2 separate regions of the Macaca mulatta genome follow, and region 2 is linked to region 1. A link is a contact called in public Hi-C data. All regions are on one chromosome and are shown on one strand. Each heading gives the region's core, a stretch centred on a gene start, on an enhancer-like site or on the middle of the called end of the contact. The rest is flanking DNA. Distances are from core to core; before and after follow the strand shown. Region 1 has its middle 21 kb from the start of MIR29B-2. Region 2 has its middle 43 kb from the start of CD34.

Evidence for each region. Hi-C and Micro-C count contacts between places; a contact is called where the count stands out from the background.
Region 2: a Hi-C map of CD4 T cells shows a contact between it and region 1, with 4 times the contacts expected there. The contact joins two enhancer-like sites. A contact is called at or near these places in 6 of 14 Hi-C or Micro-C datasets (CD4 T cells, blood, cortical neurons and 3 more).

What each region holds. Positions count from the first base shown.
Region 1 is chr1:65,560,044-65,566,809 of T2T-MMU8v2.0, reverse strand. No RefSeq gene overlaps it. Among named protein-coding and RNA genes, the nearest start is that of MIR29B-2, 21 kb to the right of the region's middle. Within about 2 kb of position 2,724, at least 26 of the 40 cell types and tissues checked have an H3K27ac peak or open chromatin away from gene starts, as enhancers often do. A contact at or near this core is called in CD4 T cells, where this site is marked.
Region 2 is chr1:65,604,300-65,611,065 of T2T-MMU8v2.0, reverse strand. No RefSeq gene overlaps it. Among named protein-coding and RNA genes, the nearest start is that of CD34, 43 kb to the left of the region's middle. Within about 2 kb of position 3,580, at least 14 of the 40 cell types and tissues checked have an H3K27ac peak or open chromatin away from gene starts, as enhancers often do. A contact at or near this core is called in CD4 T cells, where this site is marked.

The DNA of each region.
Region 1 (6,766 bases), core at 1,475-3,974:
TTGGGCTTGAGCTGAAGCCTTGCCTTTTCAAGTTTGCGCTGGCCCGGCCTTCCCAGGCCTCCAAGGGTGAGTAGAAGGAGCCAGCACCTTTTCCTCACTCTGAAGTTATCTTTACCCCCTGAAATCAAACACTGCATGCAGCACCCTGTAAAATTGCTTCCTTGTAGGCTCGAGCGTGCTTGCTAAGTAAACATCCTCCCATGTTTTTGGAACTGAATTCATTTCTACTTCCTGGTCATCCCATTCGGGTTTTTCTGTTCTCGGTGCCTCATAGAATCAGGTTAATAGAAGAAAGACCTAGAATTGGACAGAGGTACCTAAAATGTTTTAATCCTGCCTCCTCTAGCCTCCTCATATAACTGGCTGTTTTCCACTGTACTCAAGGTTCCCTCTTTTGGCTTAAAGCCCCCCTCCCTCTGTCTCTGTACAGGAAAAGCCTCTTCCTTCTTTCTTGCCTATTAAATTCTCCGCTCCTTAAAACCACTCCACGTATGTCCATGTCATTTTATTCAAACCGGAGCGAAACCAAAAACCCTAGTGTTCTTCCAGTCATCAAAGCTGTATCAACGGGGTCATGGGAAGGAAAAGATTTAGAGGGAAAATGAAACGAAACAAAGCCTTGCTGAATGTAGTGTTGTCATAGTTTTTTGCGAGTCATAGTTGGTCCATGCCGCACCCCTGAGATGGGGACTTATCTTTGCAAGGACTCAGCTTAGTTTTGCTGCGGTCATAGACTACAGTCGGCCTCTCTACAAATTCTGTGGCTTTGTAGGTTCCTCCTCTGACCCTACCTCGCTTTCACTTCGTCTCTCATGACTTATTTGCCTCTTCTCTCACTTCCACCCACCCGTAACATCCCCATCGCCATGGCAGTGAGCAGCCACGTCACTCACCAAGTTCATGGGGTGATGGGCCAGCTCTGTACCAAGCCTACTTCCCTCTAGTTCTCCCTCCTGAAGGAGGAGGCTCCCTGGCAGAGCTCAGAGCCCTTTGTTTATTTGATCCTGGGCTCTTGGATAAATCAGGAATGTCCTGACATGAACTTAGGCATGTTTTTCTTCCATGGAGAAGGAAACTACGGCAAATGGGATTTAAGTAACCAGAGGGCCATTCTGGGGGACTTGCTTTAGTGTCATCAAGGCCACCTTCTTTTGGTCGTCAGACCAGTAGGTAACTTCTTTATTGGCATGCTCAACCTTGGATCCCAGAAGGTGTGAATTTGAAGCACTTTTCCCCCTGCTGGGAGCCTGGCACAGATACTCTGGTCTTCTTTTAAAATTGTGTAGTGCCATGCTTGTCTTCCAAGTGGTCCTTCTTTCTGCCAGATGAAACTTTGGCCCAGAGTAGTTGCTTGAAGAAGGCTGCCTGGGAAGCAGATATGAGATAAGGTGGCTGCCTGGCCTCGCATTCTCATTCATCTTCCTGGAAGTGGCAAGGTTCTTGATGTCATGGACTTCATGAGTCACCTGACCCAGGACCTGAATATATCACTCACTTCTGGTCATGTCTAGGCTCATATGATACAACTGGTTGTCAGGAACCTTTCTGCATTATTTGGATGTAGCAGTGTGGGAACCTGACACTCCCTTGGTCTCTCTGGGTATGTAGGGTCTAATGGCTTAGTATCTCAGTTGTTCTTGGAAGCATTTTTGGGTCTTGGGGGAGGGGCAGGAAAATGTTGGGGGCTCTTTGCTTGCCACAGTGGAGACCTGTGAGTATCCAAAAACAACCCCACTCGATCTTTAGAGCATTGGTGGACCGCCCTTCCCTGGAAGTTTCCAGGAGTGTGGACATCCATGCATGAACATTTTGGAGGGGTTGGGGGTCATCCAGTGGATGCTGATCTTGCTTGACTACCCATGCTGGAGAGGAGAACCCAGTCATTGGCCACTTCAGGTCCAGGCTTGGCTATTGCTCTATTTTGCTGTTTTTCATGTTGTCAGATCTTCTTGGGAACAAATGACTCAGCAACCTGAATCTCTGAGACTTTATGGCCTAAGTACCTTTTGAAAAGTAATTGAACGTATCTACCTAGGCCCTAAAATTTTGAGCCCAGGAAGGATGGAGATCCAGACTGGTTTTACTCTGGATTCTTCAGGCTGCAGTTCAATTTGGTTTTTCAAATTCCTGCCCTGATAGAAGGATCTCATTTGTGGGGTAGGCAGGCAATGTTTTAATTACGCTTTTTGTCCTTAAGAAATTCCAGGGAGAAAAAAGTCCTGGTTTGTGGCCAAAAAGGCAAAAAACAACAGAAATCAGCTATGACTGTAATCCTGGACTTGTCTGTGGCACAAAGAGTTAATGGGACAGTGGTCAGGGTGAGGAACATTTTTTCTCAGGGCTGGAGAAGCCCATATGGCTCAAGAAAAGATTTTGCAACATTTAGTACGGGGCAGCCCTGTCTGGGCGCTGGGGGCTGCCACTCAAAGAGTTAAGCTAGTCTTATGCCTGGGAAGGCCTCAGGGAAGGAGTGAGCCTGCAAGGACAGGGACCTCTATGCCCCAGAGCAGTGAGGTGCAGAAGGGGTGGGGTGGGAGGGGGTGAGCTGAAAAGTGTGGCCAAGGAAGCAAAGTGTAGGCCCAACTTTTTTTGCCTTGTTTGACCAGCCTTGGCACTGCCCTCCGGCTCTCCAGGGGAAAAGCTGCAGTTCTGCTCTTGCAACACAAGGAGCAGACTGGAGAATTTAGATCTGCGTCACAGAGCTCAGAGAGAGAGAGAGAGAGAGAGGGAGAGAGTGAGAGAGCGAGCGAGCAAGCAAGCTCCGTCGATAGGTCTGCTAGCAACAGCCGTGCTGCAGCAGAGAGAGAGAGAGAAATCAAGAAACAAGTCATAGCAACACCGGGCACCAGGTTCTGCCAGCTCACTTGCTGAGCGTTCAGAGATCTGTCGGGGCCAGAGGCCTCTGGGTAGCCTAGGCTAAGGAGATGACACGCAAGGTGGCACGGGCGGTTCCCGCGGGGAGGAGGTGGGGTGGTGGTGGGGGGCAGGGGTGGGAGCAAGAGGTTGCGGGGCGACAGTGGAAGGTTTGATGGGACCAAATTCTGGAACATTCGGGACTGCGGCACCTTACGGCGGGACCGAGATTTGGGTCTGCGCAGGCGACGATGGGTGGTCCGACGGGCTTCAGGACTTGATGGCGTAACCCCCTTCTTCCCCCACGTATGTATTTGCTGGGATCAGGGGCGCTGTCTCTGTGTATGTGGGTGCTCTGTCTTTCTCACCTTCTTTCTCGATTTTTGCTATTTATTTCTCTGAGGGAGGGTTTCTTCCCACTTTAATTTCTTTTCCCTAGTGTCAGCTGCTCAAGCCTGACCAGGGTAGAGGAGAGAGGAGTGAACCATCCCCTGCTTCCCACCTGACCTCCCAGCCTTTACCCTATTTCCTTCTAGTGGACAGACAGACTGGTTCTCCAAGTTGTTTGGGTGTCAGCGTCCATCTGTCTGTCCGTGCAGGTCTTGTGTGGAAGGTAGGGGAGTGAGAAGTGCCAAAAGGAAGACAGAGGGACAGTTTTTTCCCAGGGGTTGTCTTATTGGAAGGTCTGGCCCTGGGAATCTGAGGCTGGTGGGGAGCCGAGTGGCCAGGGTGGGGTGTGGGCTGGGAGAAGTGGGGTAAAGCTGGTAGGTTTGTCACTGCGTAGTTGGGAAAAGTGGGGAATGGTGACGCAGTCACTGTTGCATCTGGTTAGGAGCTCTATGGGGACAGGTAGTGAGACTCCTGGGGTCTCTGTGGCCAGCTGAGAGGGGTTAAGGATGAGCTGAGAAGGGAAGCTAGCATTTAGAGATTAAATGTCATCCTTTTGGCGTTGGAAAGTTGTTTACCTTGCGCTCTCTGTGTCTCCATGTTGGCTCCCTTCCAGTTCACATGTGATGGCCTTCCCTGTACTGCTGCATCATTAACTAAGTGACTGAGCTGGCCTTCCATTGGCCAGGGGAGGGCTCTCCCTCCAGACACTTCCTCTGATTGGTGGGTGGGCCAATGGCAGGTGAAAAGCTTTTTTTGATTGGCTCAGGGCAGGGTATCAAATCTGAATTTGCATTTCACTTGCTTAAAGGGGAGCGGGGAGAAGCCCAGCAGCTTTCTAAAATCTCTTTAGGGGTGTGCGTAGGCTCCTGTGTCTATGCCTGCTTTTGACTGCCCAGTTGAAGCCTCTTCCTATGCCTTTTAAAATTTCACGCACTATAAGGAGGAAGAGCTCGGGGTTCCCAAAACTTTTTATTTAGAGGGAAGAATCTTAGGGAGATGGGTATGCAGAGGGTTGACCAAATTGGAAAAAAATATTTATTCTGTAGTTTGGTGTTGGAAAAGGGAATTTTCCAATCAGCCACACCTCGGTGTTGCGGCAAAATAATTCTTGGCTCCCCTGGAAACGCATGGGCAAGGTAGGGCAGAGCTGCTGCTGCTGATACTGCCACCACCCTGGGCTTCCTGCTGACTCTGGGCTACTCCCTGGGGACAACAGATTTGCATTGACGTCCGGGGCTGTCCAGAGGCCCTTAAGAACCAGTTGTGAGCTGAGCCCAGTATGGGAAAGATCTGCCTTCTGGAAGCTACTACTACGTGGTGCTTGGAAAGGTGAGGATGGGGGACTGACCCCAGGAAACTGCTTGGAAACTGCGTATTTGGTGGGATTTCCAGAAAAGTCAGCGGGAGACGGGAGGTTTGGAGGCCCCGGGTTAGAAAGGTTTGTCAGTCTAGGGAATGAGGAGAATCAGAATAAAACTAGGGCAGCAGGCTGTTCGCCTTTGGTTGGGGGAGGGAGGCCTCGAAAAATCAGGGTCCCGGCTCTCTAACCTGTCTTTGTCGCAGGTCTCACATTTGTGGGGAGGGGGTTTACCAAGACCTGCGCCATGCGCAGCGGCCCCCACCCGTGACTGCGCATCTGGAAGCGCAGTGCGCCCTGGGTCTCTGGCCTAGGACGAGCACCGCCCTTCTTATTACATAACTGAGGGCATGGCACGCGCCTTCTCGGCCCTTCCTTGCAACCCTACCTTCTTGCTCCCCAGGGCCCATAGAGCTGGGGAGGGTCTGACTGGGGAGCAGTGAAGGTCTCCAATCCCTGGGAGGGCTAACTCTTGTCTAGTTACTGGCAGGAGCTAAGCTTCAGGACAAAAGTGGTGGTTTTCTAGCCTCATCTTGGGGAAGAGGCTACAGAACATCCTTCTGAGTGCCCCATACCACCTATGACCCCTAGGGCCTCTCTGGTGGAGGGAGTGGCACCCTTCTTTCACTCATGTCCCGTCTGATTTTTGAGAGGATGTTTCTGAAGGAAAAGACGTGATGATTGTGGGGGACTTGGTTGGGAGGTAGTTTTGACAGTTTACTCCCCTTGTCACTGGCTTCCCCTCCTTTTCCTGGGTGGGTTTATGATCTTTCTGGACTCCTCAGATGAGCTGCCATTTTGGAGCCATTTCTGCTGGTCTCCGACATGGTGGCGTTGGTTTTTCTGTCCTGCTGTGCCAGTTCCGCAGAGTGGGCGGGGGGGCGGGGGCTATGACGGAGGAGGGGAAGGGGGGGCAAAAGCACAGCAGAGGCGGGCACAGTGGTGGCTGCCGCAGTGAAGGTGGCTCCAGGGGCAGAGCCACCCAGTCCCACCCTTGGACACAGTCCTGGGTGGGGATTCAGGTGGAAGGCATCTGGGTAGGGGTTCACCACCTGGGCCTGGCTTTGCTAGAGTGTGGGTTTCCCATGTCCTCATCAGCCTGATGCTTGGAGTAGTTCAGAAAAGCCGAGTGTCTGAATGAGAGTGGAGGCAGAGGCTCAGCAGCTCATCTCAGACGTGTCAGACCCGTGGTTTGTGTTCCCCAAATAGGCTCTGTCTCCAGCAGCCTCCCTGTGGGGACAGGGAAGTGAGGTACACGGCAGCGTTGAGGATCTGTTCGGATGGTCCTGTCTGCTTACTGTTTGTCTTCTGTTTCTCCTTCATGACCCCTGCCAGTGCCATGGTTCCAGCTGTAGTCCTCTTGTGAGGCTCCCCGCTGCCCATTCCCCCTCTCTCCAGGCCCTTCTGCGTGCAGCGGCCATCTTGTCTTTCTTGCTCAGAAACTTAAAATGGTTTCTCATCATTCCCAGAGTAAAATTCCTTCCCTTTAGCGTGATGCTCAATGCTACCCGTAACTGGCCTTAGGTTTTCCTGTACAGCCTTACTTCTCTCAGTTTCTCTTGGTGGACCACAGGTTCCAACAAAACCAGGCAACTTCCTTTTCTTGCTTTTCCTGTTTTCAACAGTGATGTTTTCCATGCCTTCTCTCCTCTGCATCCACCTGTGGGAGTCTCACTTTCTCCATGGACCTCTCCTGATTTCCTTTGCAAGAAGCAGTTCTCATAACCACCCTTGCCCCTTCGGCCAAACTTCAAGATAGTCTGTCCCTTTTTATGGTACTTTTGTTGTGTTGTTATTCTTTGTGTATAAGTCTTATGTCACCTATCAGATTGGGAGCTCCAGGAGGGAGTCTAGAGAAAGGAGAAGGAAAACAAATACCTATTTGGTGCCTTCTGTTTGACCGATACCATGTTAGACACTTTCCCTGCAGTTACTTCATTTATTTCTTTCCATAGCCCTGTGAGGAGCATCCCATGGCTACTAAGTGGTCTGGTCATGACTAGAACCCTGGTCTTCCAAAGCCTTTACATTTTTCCTCTCTGAATTCTTGGTGTTTACAAGATGCCTGTGATGAAGTAGATCCCCAAAATGTGCCTATTTAAGGAATTTTGTAAGTCCCTAATGCTCTGAGGGAGTTTGGTCAGTCTTGTGTCCATGGTCTGGGTC
Region 2 (6,766 bases), core at 2,331-4,830, 43 kb before region 1:
CAAGACGGGAGGCTGGAGAGTCAGTTGGGACCAGATCTAGGAGGCCTTGTTAGCCAGGTGAAGGAATTTGAACCTCATCCTTAGTCCACAATGAAACTACATAAGAGTTTTACGTAGGGAAGGGATTGGTATGTTTGCAAGATCCTTCTAAATGGGATATTGTATTAGTCCAAGCTGCTATAACAGAATACCATAGACTGAGTGGCTTAAGCAACATTTATTTCTCACCATTCTGGAGGCAAGGTAGTCTCAGATCAAGGCATCAGCAGATCTGTGTCTGGAGAGGTCTGCTTCCTGGTTTGCAGTTGGCCATCTTCTCACTGTATCCTCCCGTGTTGGAAAACAGAGAGAAAGAGAGAGAGAGAGAGAGAGAAAGAGCACACAAACAAGCTTTAGGGAGATATAGACATTCAGTCCACAGCAGATGTGAAGGCTGGATCTGGGCCTACTGAGGCTGGAGGCAGGTAGGCGAGTTAGGCTAGAGACAAATGCAGAAATCCCAGCAAGAAATAATGGTGGAATGAGCTAGGAATAAAGAGAGGGCCAATGTTAGAGATTTAAGATTTAGGAAGTAGAATCAGAATGTGGTGATTGACTGGCATATGTGCAAGAAAGGAGGGAAGTGAAATGGAAAACTCAAGGATGAAATCCACGTTGCTTGTGCACCAGGCGGGTGGGGACACCCCTCACTGGACTAGGAGACACTGGTGGTAGAATATCTGCCATTTGGTATGTGCATCTTGCATGAACTTGTCTTGCAACTTCATCCAGGAACCCCTCAATTATGGCTGCCTTGCCTAGAGGAGCAGGAAAGAATGAGATGAGCCTATCAACTTGAGGATTCTGTTTTCCAGAGGCCTAGCAGTCCATGTGGTGGAGTATCAGGAAAGGAGGAGAGGTGCAGGTAAAGCAAAGGCATTCATCTCCCTGGGCCTCCTATTCTGTCAATCCAACCTCTCTTTGATTATTTAAGAACTGTTTGTCAAAGTCATACCATATAAGGCCCTTAGTAGTTGCAGAGGGAGAAACTGATCTTAAAAGAGTTTTACTATCTAGAAGGAGATAAGAAAACCAACCACAGAAATAAATACGGGTGTATGTATAACATGTTAACAGCCATAAAATACATACTCACAGAAAACTGAGGTCATAAATGGCATTGCTGATTGGGAAAATCAGAGAGGAAGAGGTTTTCGAGTTGGTCTTAAAGGACAGGTGGAATTTGTACAAGCAGAAATGTGAGATTGGGGGTCCAGTGGAGATATTCCTGAAGGCGGAAAAAGCATGAGATAAGATGGCAGCGTATTCAGGTAATCACAAGCTCGCTCTTTCTGCATAGGGTAGCTGCAGAAAGTGAGATATTAAGCTGGGATCCACGGAGCCTTGAGGAATTTCAGAATTCCCTGAAATATTGTGCAAAATTATATTTCCGTATGCATGCGCATTTTTTGAAGAGAGGGTCCATAGCTCTTCTGCAATTCTCAGAAGGGTGTAGATACAAGAAAAGGTTAAAAACAGTACTTGAAATTTCCGAATTAGAATTTACAGGTAGACTGGAGCATCTGTGCATGTGTGTTCTAACAAGCTCTGGAAGTGACTCAGTGCACACCTCGGATCTCTGGACGAGCCCATGGAGGCCTTGAGATGCCAGCCTCGAGAGCTTCCCACCCTTTTCCCACCCCTCGATTCTCCACCCCCATTTTACAAGGAGTCACCAGCCTCCCCACAGTCTCCACTGCCCTGGAAGAAATATGGCGAGGCAAGGTCAGAGGAACAGGGGGAAATCAGAATATCTTGCAAAGACTCTGGAGTCTCCTTCAGAGACAGGGTGGGTGGGAGCTGCTCTGCCCCAAGTCTAGCGACGGCCACACGGCCTGACAGGTCTCCCGCCCCGCCGTAAGCCTATGGTCAAATTCTGGGAATTTCCGAATCAGTTGGCCGGCCCGGCTGCGGCAGATTTTCCCGGACACGAGCTTGCAGCGCCCGACGCGGCCGCTGGGTGGCGCCGCGCGGGACGCCGAGCGTGGGAAGCGCGGGCGCGCGGGCAGGCTGAGCTCACACGCCCGGGAAGCGGCCGCCGCGGAGCCGGCGTCCGCAGCGGCTGCGCATCTCGGGCCTGCAGCGGGGCGCTTGGCGGGCGGGGGTGGGGGGGAGCCGGTTTGCGCAGTACCCCCGGAGGGAGGAAGGCCGCCGAGGTAAGGGCCGGGACCTGGCCAGGTGGGAGTGGGCACCTTGGGCCGGGCCTGCAGGGCGATCCCCTAGCGTCCCGGGGTAGGGTGGGCTCCCTGGGGACGATGCCGGAGGCCCCGGCCGCGCTCCGGTCGCGCCCCACCCCGGCTGCAGCGCGGCCTCGGGGCGCTGCTGGCCTCGCCGCGGGGGTGGGAGCGGTCGCGGCCTGGAGCAGCTCCGGGCGGGCCCCGGGCTCTGGGGCCAGGGCCAGCTGCGCCCAGGGGTGAGTGAGCAGCCCCCGGGCCCTCAAGTGAGCCCCTGCCCACTCCCCACCTTGCATTTCTCCTCTCCGCAGTGGGCGTGGTGCCCCTTTGCTGCAGAGGGGGCGCCCAGAGTTGAGGAAGGCTGCGGGGGAGAGCGCAGAGACAGGTGGTTGAGGGGGCGAGGGCTGGTGCGCCAAGGCTCGAGGTATTAATGCGTATTTCTTTTTGCCCCCTTCTTCAGGGGGCGCGGAGGTCCGTGTGGAGGAGGAGGCGGGAAGGCCAGAGGCATAGCTCAGGAGAGGGCAGGTGCTGCAGGAGATCACTTGGCTCTGTCCCTGTTCAACTCCCCCCCACCCCTGCCAAATTAATAAAGTGGGTGTGGTGATGACAGTGGAGGAGTTTGATGAAGACCTGGCCCAAACTGCCCAGAACTGCCCCAGGCCAGCCGCCTAGTCCCGCGTGTATATCTGGGAGCCGCAGACTGAGCATTCTGTAGAGGGAGGGGGAATACCCGAAGGAGCTACAGCCACTGAGGCAGCTCCAGACATAGGGGCTGCGGGGCAATCTTCGGGCTCACAGCCCAAGTTCATAGATGGTGAACTGGCCAGGAATGGTGGGAGATGGGGGCTGTAGGGAAATAGGGTAATTTCCTTAGGACCCCTTCTTTCCAGCTTTGCAACCATAGACCAAAATTTGGGATCTGGCGTTTGTCAAATGTGCTTATTTTTTTTTTCTTTCCCTTTCGGTTTGTTTTGTTTTCTAGAGAAACAGCAAGTGACAGAGCAGAGGAACGGCTGACCCAGCCAATCCTGGAGCTGCTGCTGCAGCACTTGTTCCCCAAACAAGTGCTCCTACATTCTGGTAGGACAGAGAGGAGGGGGCTACTGGCCCACACCCCTCCCCTGCCCTGGACCCCCTGGCTGCTGCCCTGCGGAAAGGGCAGTTAGGCTGCCTCAGGCCGGATGGGCAAAGGCTGCCATGGGCCAGGGTGGTGACGGTTTTGCGGCCCCTCCCTGCTGCCCCGTGTGGGAAGAAGAGCACAGAGCTTGGCACGTTTCTCTCTGTGTCCTCTGGGCTGGAAGGAGCAGGTATAGACAGGGCCCAGGCAGCCAGGGCCTGGTGCTGCTTTGGCATCGGTGGCAGGAGGGCTGAACCTCCAGCCCCTTGGGTTTGGTTCCACCCCTGGCCTGTCCCTGGCACTCGACAACTGCTCCTGTGTGCTTATTGGTGCCACCATGTTATATAACGCTTATATAATCTTCCAGGGCGAGCACTGTGTCTCCGCTCTCAGGTCACGCAGACACGGTGTCCGTGTGGGAGGCAGGATCTGTGGAAGCCTGTGGGTGAACCTACTCCCCCCATCCTTAGCCTGGCTCCTTCTCCTGATCTCAGGCATAGGTTGGGGGCTGGGAGACCCAGGTCCCTCTCCACACCAGCTGTGTGGGATGAGAATACGGTTGGCTGGGCAGTTTTCCTCACCTTCCTGCCCCACTAGTCCCACTTGCCCTGTCTGGTAGAGCAGATGCCATCCTTGTGCTTTGAGACCAGCTCTTTGTTTTGGGGGACCCCTGGCATGGCAGGTGGCATGGTGAGATGAACCCCAAAATGTTGCAGTGGAAGAACACATGGTACTTAGGATTGGATAAAGAGAGGGAGAAATTAGCTCTGCCTTTGAGGTTTCGAGCAAGGGTAACCAGAAGGATGGTGGTGGCATTATAAGAGATTTGGAGCAGGCCCAGGGGCTTGGGGATGGTCAGGGAAGGGTGTACAGGGAAGTAGATCAGACAGCAAAGATAAACATGGTGTTCTTTTACTGTACTCTCCACTGGGCTGTCCCTGGTTACCAGGGCAACAGAAGCAGTGATGAAAATCATGCCTTTCGTTCAGTGGAAAAATCTGGCTCCTCCTCCTGGCTCTTCCTTCTCTAAATCGCCTGTGACCCATTGAGAGGGTTGTGCTTCCAAGGATCAGAGAGAGACCCCAGCATGTTTTCATCATGCCCCCCTTTTCCCAGTCTTTTTTATCATCTCCCCTCTTCTTGCATCCCCTGTCTCCCCCCACAGCTTGGCAGTTGGCAGTTGCGTAGGAGTTGGAGTAGATGCAGGGGGAAGGGCATGGACGTCATCACAGGGCAGAGTGAGCAGAGCGTGGGCAGAGATGTGGATGCAGGAATGCCTGGCACATGAGGAGGGTCCAGCATTGATGAGCTAGATGGAGCCAAAAGCCTGTTTCTGGGCTGGTAGGAGCTAAGGTAGGCAGGGTAAGATGACGGAGGGCCTTCAGAGTTCAGCAGTCTGGGTTCAAGGGAGTAGGAACTAGGAAGGGCATGAGGTTTCTTGTGTAGTCATCTTGTGATGAAAACTACCAAACCATATCCCTTTTTGAAGTTAAGATTTTTGTTTAAGTTTTATCTTTCATCTTATGATGAAAACTGTGATTCATTCATTCAGCATTTATTGTGTGTCCCCCATATTAGGTGAGGTTCTGGGAACTGGAAAGCGAAAGGTGAGTAGCGCTGGACCTTGACCTTGAAGAGACTGTGGTGAATGGAAGGAGGATGAGTATATGGGGGGAGATCTGGCGTTGTTGCAAGCCTGGAATCTGGGGTCCCCAGCAGGAGACTAGCAACATACGAGATTGGAGGTGATAGGTTAGGGTGGAGCCTATGGAAATGAAGAGGAAGAGGTAATTTAGAGTGCTACTTTGGCTTGAGAACAGGACATGGGGAAGAGGAAGTGCTGAAATTTTGAACCTTACTGATTTATAGAAATAGAAACATTAGAGTTCAAACTTGTTTTGGGGAATCATGTTTGATTTTCTTTTAGACATGTTGCCTTCAAGATGATGGCAGGTTATCCAAATAAAAATGTTTATGGTCAGGCAAGTAAAATATGCAATGGAAGTCCATTCTGGGAAAAGATTTGAAGGATATTGGATTATGAAGCTTGAAGGTGGGTAGAGGTAGATCCTAGGGCCTGGGGCATTACCTGGAATTGAGTGAGGCTGTATGCCTTGTACTGGTTTATTATCCCAGGGCTTGCCCAGACCCTGGACATTTCTGCTAACAAACACCCACATCTTCTACCAAACCATATCCCTTTTTGAAGTTAAGATTTTTGCTTACGTTTTCCTCTCCCTAGTAACTATGTCCAGGTATACCTGGAAACACACACACACACGCACGCACTTATTTCCCCAAGCTCTTGTACCATTTGCTTATAGCCCGGGACTGTGCTGTAGAAATGTGCCACAAGTTTTTGGCCTCTTCCAGTATGCTGTTTGTCACCCTGGAGGAGTAAGAGCACTGGACAGAGAGGCGACTTTTGCTAGCTACATAATCTTGGACACACCACTTCCTTTTCCAGGCCAAGTGTCTAGTCTAAGGGATCTAGCTTCTTTCAGTTTTGAAGCCCTCTGATTTGATGTCTGGGAAGCTTTTTCTACCTTTGCCCAGGTTTCTGATGCAGATCAGGCTTTTTGAACAAGTAGCCTGGATTTCTTAGTGCCTTGTGGGAGGGACTGGTAGGGATGGAGGCCTACTCCCCAGAGTGGGTCCCTGTCTTCAGTGTGGATAGGAGCCCTCCAAGTGGATAGGAGCCTCTGTTCCTCTTTGGAGCATGGAAATACTGGAAAAGCAGGTTTTCCCAATGACCAGGGGTTGCAAGCTGTGGCCCGTGGGCCGGATTCCTGTTTTTGTAAATAAAGTTTCACTGGAACAGAGACATGCCCATTTGTATGTCTGAGACTGGTTTCATGCTACAATGGCATAGTTGAGTAATTGCAAGGGAGCCTGTATGCCCCATAAGTCTAAAATATTTACTATCTTGCCCTTTAGGATAAAAAATAAAACTTGCCAACCCCTGCGGTAGACTACCAGAAAGGTGCTTGGCCTTTTACTGGGGATGCTAACGATGGCTGTTTCAGATTTCTAGGGTTCTTAAAGATTCTGTGTTGGGCCTGTCTTTGTGATCCCATGAGAGCATGATCTGATAGTTGAAATAGTAGTAGATTATTAGAGTCAGCTCAAACATAGTCATTCTGTATCTAGGAAAGCGCTTTCATTTTCAGCCTTTTCCCTGGAGCCTGGAGGCCTGAGCTCCTCAGCAGGACTGGGTTTGACAAGCTACTGTCCCTCTCATTCTGATTTCCCAGGGCAGTGCAGAGGATATACTGGACTGACCCAAGCCTAGTGTTGGGTGAGGAGAAGGGAGGCTTATTGGTTCCGCCTGTCCTGTAGGATCTTCCCCTGATATCTCTATTACTTCTGATCTCACTGGCACCTTTAATGCCAAGGTCCTGGAGATGCCACCGCAGAGAGAGTCGGCAACCCAGCC